2 separate regions of the Sus scrofa genome follow, and region 2 is linked to region 1. A link is a contact called in public promoter capture Hi-C data. All regions are on one chromosome and are shown on one strand. The core of a region is the stretch at or near the end of the contact, and the rest is flanking DNA. Distances in the headings are between cores, read along the strand shown. Region 1 holds the start of ARHGAP33 (rho GTPase-activating protein 33). Region 2 holds the start of PRODH2 (probable proline dehydrogenase 2).

The links. Promoter capture Hi-C pulls out the DNA fragments that hold promoters and counts their contacts.
Region 2: a contact with region 1 is called in a promoter capture Hi-C map of liver, with 2.6 times the contacts expected there. The contact joins the promoter of PRODH2 here to the promoter of ARHGAP33 in region 1. A contact is called at or near these places in 1 of 5 promoter capture datasets (liver) and 4 of 47 Hi-C or Micro-C datasets (embryonic fibroblasts, epiblast stem cells and liver).

What each region holds. Positions count from the first base shown.
Region 1 is chr6:45,196,688-45,201,597 of Sscrofa11.1, forward strand. It overlaps ARHGAP33 (rho GTPase-activating protein 33), which reads left to right and starts at 1,970. Exons shown (of 21, transcript XM_021097107.1): 1 at 1,970-2,918. The coding sequence starts at 2,913.
Region 2 is chr6:45,237,717-45,242,626 of Sscrofa11.1, forward strand. It overlaps PRODH2 (probable proline dehydrogenase 2), which reads right to left and starts at 2,721. Exons shown (of 21, transcript XM_021097118.1): 1 at 2,447-2,721; 2 at 2,174-2,370; 3 at 1,946-2,084; 4 at 1,781-1,867. The coding sequence starts at 2,620.

The sequences.
Region 1 (4,910 bases), core at 720-3,219:
AAAGAAATTTGTGAATTTCATTGTATGTAAAGTTTACCTCAAAAGAAAAATAAATATTGAGAGTTGCCTTCATGGCTCAGTGGTAATGAACCCGACTAGTATCCATGAGGATGTGGGTTCGATCCCTGGCCCCACTCAATGGGTTAAGGATCCGGCATTGCCATGAGCTGTGGTGTAGGCCACAGACATGGCTTGGATCCTGCATTGCTGGTTGTGTGTATTTAAACCATACATTTATATAAAATCAAGAAGATCTGTTTCAATATAAGGAGGAAAAGATGTTTACAGTAGCAGAATCTGATTTAGCTGGGCAGTGAGCGGGGCCTAGAAGTTTTATTGAGGAAATTACATTTGAGCGGTGCCAGGAATTCATAGTTGACAAAGGGCCATCCTAATGACTATTTCTGGGTTACAAGCCACCCCCAAAACTTAGTGGCATGAAACAGTCATTACATTATGCTCATGGATTCTGTGAGTCAGAAATGTGGATAGGGCTCAGTTGGGGACAGTTTGTCTCTGCCCCATGATGTCTAGGGGTTCAACTGGGAAGAGGAAGGTGGCTTGATAGCTGGGAGTGGACTCTCTGGAGCTTCCTTACTCTCAAGTCTGGCATTAGGGATCAAATGACTCCAAGCTAGACCTATGGCCTGTAGTGCCTACACAAGGTCTCTCCATGTGGCTTAGGTTTCCTCAAGACATGACATGACCACTGCAGGAATTCCCACTGTGGCACAACAAGATTAGTGTTATCTCTGTGGCACCAGGACGCAGGTTCACTCCCCAGTCCGGCACAGTGTGTTAAAGGATCTTGTGTTGCCACTGCTGTGCCATAGGTTACAGCTGTGGCTCGAATCTGATCTCTGGCTCCTGAACTTCATATGCCTGTGGGGTGGCCAAAAAAGAAAAACAAAACAAACAAAAAAATGACTACCCACTTTTCACATGACACCTCAAGGCTCCAGAGCTAGTCATTCCAGTGGTCAAGGAGGAAACCGCTTTGCCTTTCACTACCTAACCTTTGAATCACATAGTGTCCATTCCTATTCATTCCTATTCTCTGTTGACTGAAGTTGTCGTAATCCTGCCCAGATTCAAGGGCAAGGGGAGATAGACTCTACCTTTTCATGAGGGGAGTGTGAAGGAATTTGCAGTCATGTTTAGTGGGGGCCGGGAAATATTCCAGGCAGAGGGAACTCCAAGCATGTGGGAAATCCCTATTATGGAAGTGAGATCAGCAAATTCAACCAATAGGTAGCTGTAATTTGTCCTCTCAGCATTCCCTTTCCCCAATCTCTGCTTAATTTTTTTTATCCATAGCACTTATCACCTAATATTCTATATTTTAAAATTCTTATTTTGTTAATTGTCTTCTCTCACTAGCTTTTTTTTTTTTTTTTTTTTTTTTTGTCTTTTTGCTATTTCTTTGGGCAGCTCCCGTGGCATATGGAGGTTCCCAGGCTAGGGGCCAATCGGAGCTGTAGCTGCCGGCCTATGCCAGAGCCACAGCAACACGGGATCCGAGCCGTGTCTGCGACCTACACCACAGCTCACAGCAACGCCGGATCGTTAACCCACTGAGCAAGGGCAGGGATCGAACCCCCAACCTCATGGTTCCTAGTCGGATTCGTTAACCACTGCGCCACGACGGGAACTCCTCTCACTAGCTTTTGAGCTCCATGTGGGCAAGGTATCTTTTCCCTTGTTTTGGTTACTGTTATATCCACAAATTAAGTGACCAGTTTTTGAATGAATGAGTGGATGGATCAAGAATGTACTTTCTGGGAGTTCCTGTTGTGGCTCAGCAGAAATGAATCTGACTAGTATCCTTTAGGATGCAGGTTCGTCCCTGGCCTCTCTTGGTGTGTTCAGGATTCAGTGTTGTGGTGGGATGTGGTGTAGATTGCAGATGCAGCTTGGATCCCACGTTGCTGTGACTGTGGCGCCAGCAGGTGTGGCTCTGATTTGACTCCTAGCCTAGGAACTTTCATATGCCAAAGGTGGAAAAAAATATATATATACCTTCTGAGGTGAGAGCCTTGTTGAGGACCAATGGAAAGTCCTCTTGGACAGAGCGTTGTTACAGAGTATTTTCTGAACCTCAGTCAATGGGAGAAACCATTGAGACTGGCTTTATGAGTGGTGTGGTCATGTTTGGCATGCTGGCTAAATTTGTTCCTAGGAAAAAGGAGACAAACTAGAGGCCAGCCTGTAAGAAGCGGTAGAGGAGGTAGCAAGGAAAATATCCAGTGGATAGGGGGAGCCTAAGTCGCAGAGTGTCTAGGGTTATGTCCCAGTCAAGTCATCTGAGCCAGTGAAAAACAACCAGGGGCCATCCACGTTCTTAGTGTGTTTTTAGCAGGCGCAGGGGCAGGACTGACCAGTGACTTTGAAGAGCTGCTTAGGGGATAAAGAAAAACCTTGCGGCCATGGGAGAATCCAGTTAAAAGAGTGTCAGAGGAGCAGTCACCTTTTGACAATGGACTAAAGGGAGGGTCCACCGCTTAGCATAAGAAATGTGTAAGCGGAGCATAAAGAACCTGGGGGTGTGTCTCAGGAGGGGAATGACGGCCAATGAAAAGCATGCATAGGCGTGGCGCTGTCAAACTTCGCGGGGAGGGACCAGAGAGAACTTGGGGTGGGACCCAAGTCGAAGCCAATGAGAAGCTGCATGGTGGGTGGGGCGTCGCCCTAAGGCCAAAAGTGGAGCCAATGAGAAGCAGCGCCGCGTTCCCGTAGCTCCCGTCCCTCGGGGCGCGCGCGCCTGAGCCACCGGCAGCCGTTAGGGGCGGGGCCTGCAGCCGCCTGCGCGCGGCTCGCGCCCTCCCCTTTGTGTCGCCATGGCGGCGGCATCCGCGACGAGGACGACGATCGAGGGGTCCAGCGCGGCCGGTGCCTGAGGAGGCTACGCGACCATGGTGGTGAGGGGCCCATGCGGCCGTCAGTCTGTCGGCGCATCAGTCTGTCCGCGTGCGGCCACGCCCCGCGCGCCCCGCCCCCGGCCCCGCCCGAGCCCTCGGCCTGCGCCGCCCTCACCCCTCACCCCTCACCGTGGTGGGTCTAGTCCCCTGCCCTGGTCTTGGGCCACAGCCCTTACCCCGGCCCCGCCCCCTCGGCACGCATACCCCCTTCCACGCCCTGGATGGGGGTGACAGTGGACGAAGACCCAAAATTGGGAGGAAAAAGGGATGGTCCAGGGAAGGACCTCGCATCCTCTAAGTGGCCCCCGCAGGGGCCTGCTAAGGCTCTCTGGGTCCTTCACCAGCTCGTATCCCAGAGCCATCCTCAGCATCCGCATCCCAACCTCCACCCCTCCCCTGCCTAGCCGCCTCCTCCTCCTCCTCCTCCTCATACCACCAGTCCCTTTTTCATTCTTGAGCCCCACCCCCACCCGGCTCCATCCTCCGCCTGACCCTTTTCTTTTCCTTCTAGTCAATCTCCCCCCGCCCCGTGCCTCTCAACTACCCCTCCCTTCCCCTCCACGAGTCTGAACCTTTACTTCAGCCTCTGCAGCTGCTCCCTTCCTCTTTACTCCGTCCCAATCCCAAGCCTGCATTGTACCACCCCTGATGTGATCCTTGGGTCCTCTCCATCTTCTTTTCCTCATCCACCCTCCCACGCGGTCTCCCTCTCCCACCATGCTGCTCCTGCTCATTCATCTATTCATTCCCTTATTTGCTCACTTAATATTCACTGAGACCTCTGTGTAGCCCCTTTGCTCCAGGCAGAGTCAGATCCCATCCCGCCTGTGGGAGCTTCATGGGCTGAAGGGGCTGAAGTCTCACCCAGACCTAAGGGTGAGACCCAAAGGATGAAGTCAGGGTTGTAGGGATCTGGAGGAGGGAGAGGCTAGAGCCCAGTCTGGGGAATCCTCAGCTGGCAGATGGTTAATTTATTCATCAGATTTTCCCCGGCCCCTGCTGTGCAACTGAGCTGGCACTGGGCATTGAGACCCAGAGAGGAATCAGGCACCACCCCAGCTGTGAGGAGCATCAGTTCTGTGTTCAGCTCAGTGCTGGACAATGCTGGGGGATGAGGGACTCAGTCCCTGTCCAGTGGGGGAGATGGACTTGTCGCCAGACAGTGACATCTCAGAGTGCTCAGGGCTGTGATTAAGGAAAGCTCAGGCAACATCGTCAGGCCTAGGATAGGGGTGGCTCTGGGGATGTGGGAGTCCAGGAAAGGGGCCTGACACCACCTGAGGGGTCAGTGAGAACTTTGGAGAGGAGGGAACCTGAGAGTCGAGACCTGATGAAAGAGTGAGGGGACGGGAAAAGGATGAGGAAGAGTATGCCATGCAGGAGGAACAGCCTTTGCAAAGGTCTAGAAGGAAATGAGAAGATGGTGCTTTAGTTGGACTCTTGGAAGTTTGAGAGCTCTGAGAATGGAGGCAATGGGAAGTGATGAGGCTGGAGAGGTAAACAGACACCAGAGGATTTAGATTTTATCTTAAAGACAACAGGGAGCTGCCGAAGCTCCATGATCTGTGGAGAGACAGGCAGATTTGTGTTTTGTGAGATATACTGGCTCTTGCTCTGAAGAAGCTGGGGGGAAGCAAGAGGTGGAAGTGGGAAGACTGATAAGATGGGAGCTGTGATTGTCCAGACACCAATGAGAGGCCTGGAGAGGCACATATGGGAGATGATTCTATCCTGCAGGGGCTATGAGAGGGTTTTAAACTGGGTGAGATGGTACCAGCTACCAGCATGCTCCTTCCCTGTTTCGCACTTGGCCCCTGCTCTTCAGCTCCCGCAGCCCAGACCACACACGAAGAAGCAGCCTCAGCCCAGCGTTCACCTACCCCGTCCTACCCTTCTCTTCCCGCTCAGGGCAGTGTATGGAGCGATGCAGGCCTGTAGGCCCAGGCTGACAGATAACAATGCTCCTGTTGTCCCTTGGCTCCCATCTCTGGG
Region 2 (4,910 bases), core at 1,471-3,970, 42 kb after region 1:
GATGCCAGCCTGGCAGGGGTTTTAGGCCTTAAAATCATCCTGGGAAGAAATTACTATCACCGTCCTCACATAGTAAACTAAAGCTCATGAAGAGGTAAATCTCGTTACACCCTAAGGCTGGTCCTTGAAGCCCTAAGACCTGTAACATATTTTTACAATTACAAATTGAAATAAGAAACATCAGCAGGTGCCAGGAAGCATTATTTGTGGTAGCGGAGACCCACAGGCCACCCAGGTGTCCATCCCAGGAGAGACAAACCACAGGGCCAGAAGGAGCAGTGGAAATACTGGGTGAGATGCACACAGAGAGGCTTGAAGGCTATTAAGTTCAGAGGGCTCAGTGGAAAAAGTAAGTAAACAGAGTGTTACTTGTGTACATTTCAAACTATATCCCCAAGATGGATGGAGAAGGGCACAAAGGAACTTTCTGCAGTGATGGAAATGTCTAATAGCTTGATGGAGATTTGAATAGCTCAGGTGTGTATCGGTCCAAACTCATCAAAGGGTACATTTACAATGTGTGCGTTTTATTGTTATGTAAGTTTCACCTGAAAAGAAATTATTTCTGAGCTTTAACTAGGGGATGTGCATTCTGAAACATCTGAGGGAGAAGTAAAATGCATCAAAAAAATACGATGGATTGTTGGATGGATAAAAGAATGGATGGAGGATAGATACGGTCTTAAAAAAAGTCTAGTTAAATGTTAACAGTGGCAGGTATATGGGTGTCCATTGCAAAATTCTTTCAGCTTTTTCTTTTTTTTCCTTTTTTCTTTTTTGGCTGCCCCATGGCGTATGTAGTTCCTGGGCCAGAGATCAGATCTGAGCCTCAGTTGTGATCTACACCACAGCTGTGGCAATGATGGATCCTTAACCCACTGTGCCAGCGGGGGATCGAACCTGCACCCCAGTGCTCCAGAGATGCTGCCAATCCCGTTGCACCACAACAAGAACTCCTCAACATTTCCATATGTTTGAAATTTTTCATAATAAAATGTTGAGAAAATATGCCCCCAAATAGCATATACTTGGCAAAATAAAATCACGATGACAAAGAAATTCACATTATACAGGATGGAGTGGTTGCCAATAGCAGGGAGGGTATGATTTGGAAATGAAGAAGAAATGAAAGAATGAATGAGTGAATGAATGAACCAAAAGCCTATTGGTCTAATCATAGCTCCCAGCTAGTCAGCACGCACCAGCAGAGCTGAGTTGATTGATAAAAGATTGAGTACTTGCTTCTAGTTGCTGAAGAGCTGCCATCTCCATCCCGCCTCTGGGAGCTCGGCAGCCCCCAGGCCCCTCCCCTAAAATCCCCAGGTGACCCATGTTCTTTCTATTCATTCCAGCCATGCCCCAGGGCTGTAGCCACATTTATTCAGATCTTTTTAACCTTGGAAGTAGAAGTAGTTAAATGGCTTGGTGGGTTTTTTTTGTTTTGTTTTCGGAGGTTTTTTGGGGCCACACTGATGGCATATGGAAGTTCCCAAGCTAGGGGTGGAATCGGAGCTGTAGCTGCTGGCCTACACTACAGCTACAGCAATGCCAGATCCAAGCATCATCTGCAATCTACACCACAACTCTCAGCACCACCCAATCCTTAACCCACTGATCGAGGCCAGGGATCAAACCCGCATCCTCATGGCTATTAGTCAGGTTCATAGCCTGCTGAGCCACAACAGGAACTCCTTAATGTTTTGCACACGCCCCTGGCAGGTGCCTGCCGCCTCCACATCCCCCACTAGTCGTTCCATCTCTCCCAGCCTGAGGTCCTTACCCGCCCAGAGTCCATGGCTTCAGCCAGTCTCTTGGGGCTCAGCTCCAAGGAATCCCCTGGCCTTCTGACCCATGAGGTTAGCTCCTTCTGGAATGGGGTGGTAGTGGGGGGTGAGGGGGACCTGGTGGGCAACAACACCCCCCTCCCCCCTTGCCCCTCCCTTACACAGAGCTGAGTGCTGGCCAGCGCTGTAATCTTCAGTTGCATGAGGATGTCTCCAGTTCGGCCAGGGGTCTCCAGAAGGCCTCGTGACAGGTCCACACATCGCAGCATAGCCCTGAGGTTCCCCTCATACCAGGCCTCACTGCCCAGCCAGCAGGCGTCAGGGCTTGAGCCCACTAACCCCCTTCCTTCCCAGCCTCCCGCCCCCCTGGGCCCTGGCCCCCTACTCACCCAGTCTTGACAGCTGAGTCTGGCTCCTCCTCAGTGGGCACTGCCAGGAGGGGCCGGAGGCCTAGGGTCTTGAGCTGTTGGACACAGCCCGTCACCTCCTCTGCGGTCTCACCAGCCACAAACTGCCCATAGATGGATGCTCGGAGAAGTGCGCCCGAGAGCCGGGAGCCCAGGAGTCGCTGAGACCAGGCTTGGAGCTGGGGTAACAGGGAGCGAGGCCTTAGAGCCTGGCCCTGGGTGTCCCCTAGGCCCATCCCCGCAGTCACTGCTCACCGCCAGGCCATGGGTGACCAGAGGGGGCCAGGCACACAGCCGTAGCACCAGCAAAGCCCGGGTCAGTTCTCCTGTGCCCTTGAGGTGAAAGGCCCCACCATCAAAGTTCGGGGGCTGCCAGCCCCCAGGGGAGGGGCTGGCTTGCGAGCAGAGCGCACGACAGGTCCGGAGCATCAGGAGTCCTTCACCGCTTCCACACCAGGTCAGGGGGCTCTGGAGGTAGCAAGTTTACCAAGTGCCCCTTGCCCGGCCAGGGGCAGTGACTGATTAACCAGGCAGTACCCAGGGAAAGGCAAATCTTTAGGATCACAGGCTCTTTGGGGGGGGGGTAGTTAATTATTAACTTATAGGGACAGAGTTCAGAATAATGGGTATGGGAAAGGCAACCCCCAATAATAGCCCCCAATGACCGTCGGCATAACAGCTCACGATTATTAGGTGCCCATCATGTACCAGCGAGTGTTAAGGAAGAGTGAGCTCTGGGAACAAGACAGTGTGGCTTTGTGATCTTGGGAAATCTCTTTTGTTGCAATTGTTTCATCTTAAAGTGGGAACAAATATAGTGTTATTGAACAAATTTGAAAATGCATGTAACATTTAACCCATCTGTTCCATACTGAGTATATATCCCGGAGAACTTGAACTTGAGCATAAGGGAACCTATACAGGAAGAAATGTTCACAGCAGCACTATTTGTAATAACCTTAAATGGGAACCTCTCAAATTTCCATCGAGTGGAGAATGGATGAAGACTTTGTGGTATATTCATACAATGGAGTACTATACAGCAATGAAAAGGATAAATTACTGATACACACAACCACCCAAATAAATCTCACATATGTAATATTTCATGAAAGAAACCAACCACAGGGTTCCCACTGTGGTGGGAATGGGGTCGGTTGCATCTCTGAAGCTCTGGGATGCAGGCTTGATCATCAATCTGGCATAGTGGGTTAAGGATCCAGTGTTTTTGCGGCTGCACCATAGGTTGAAACTGCAGCTCAGATCTGATCCCTGGCCTGGGAACTCCATATGCCAAGGGGTGGCCAAAAAAAAAAAAAAAAAAAAAAAAAAAGAAGAAGCCAGACAACGACTAAATGGAATATGCTGTATTAATCTATTCAATAAACTCCAAAGCATGGACAATGAAATGGCAACATACGTGGGTGGTCAAACTATAAAGAAAAGACAAGCAAGGAAATCCTTATCACGCAAAAGTTAGAGAGGTGTTTAGCTCAAGGAATTGGAGGAGTTGTAACTGGGTTGAAGCTTATGGGGGCTTCTGTGTCTTTTTTCTGAATTCTGATTATGATTCATCATTGTTCACTTATAAGTATTTTTAAAGCCATACATCTACAATTTATACTTTTGAATGTACAATTCATAATAAAGTAAAAGTAAGAAATTAATCACAGTATCGGTTTCATGGAGTTGTCATGAGGATCCTGGGAGCCCATGGAACTCAGAGCCTGGTACACAGTATATGCTCCATACCTACTGGCTGTGGTCATTAAGTGCTGTGTATGTCCAATCTCATTGGTGCCTCTGCTCCTGTTGGTATATGCCATTAATCACCCCTGTGTTAAGGGATCCCCCAAACCACCTCAGGTTCATGGATTTGGTAGAAGGACACACAGAACTCAGAAAAGCTTTTTCCTCATGGTTATGATTTATTAGAGTAAAAGGATACAGATTAAAAAGAGCAAAGAGAGAAGTTCCCTGGTGGCCCAGTAGTTAAGGACTTGGCATTGTCAATGCTGTGGCTTGGGTGGCTGCTGTGGCATAGGTTCAATCCCTGGCCTGGGAACTTCCGCATGCCATGAATGTGGCCAAAAAATAAATAGATAAAAATATTTTTAAAATTTAATATAGCAAAGGGAGGGAGTTCCCACTGTGGCACAGTGAGTTAAGAATCCCATTGCAGCTGCTCAAGTCACTGCAGAAGTGCAGGTTTGATCCCTGGCCTGGCACAGTGGGTTAGAGGATCTTTTCAGCTGCCGTGGTTCAGATTCAATCCCTGCGCAGGGAACTTCCATATGCCAAGGGTATAGCCATAATAAGAAATAGCAAAGGGAAGAAGCCCACAGTACTGGAGACACCAGGACAAGCTTCTTCTTGCTCTCTCCCTGCAGAGCCTAGTGAACAGCACTCAATTCTCCCAGCAACAACGCATGAAAACAAACATGGAGTGCCCGGGCCAGGGACACTCACGTGACCTGTGGTATCCAGGCTTTTTATCAGGAGTCAGTCCCACAGGCATGGCTGACCACCTCCCAAGTGACTGACCTTGGTCTCCATCCCCTCCAGGACTATCTTTGGAAAATACAGTATACCACCACAAAAAACAAAAGATTCAGACCTGCAAGAATTTCAGATATTGGAATTGTCAAAATCAGACTATAAACTAGCCCTTTGTGAAATGTTTAAAGAAATAAAATCTGCAATCACAAATATAAGTATG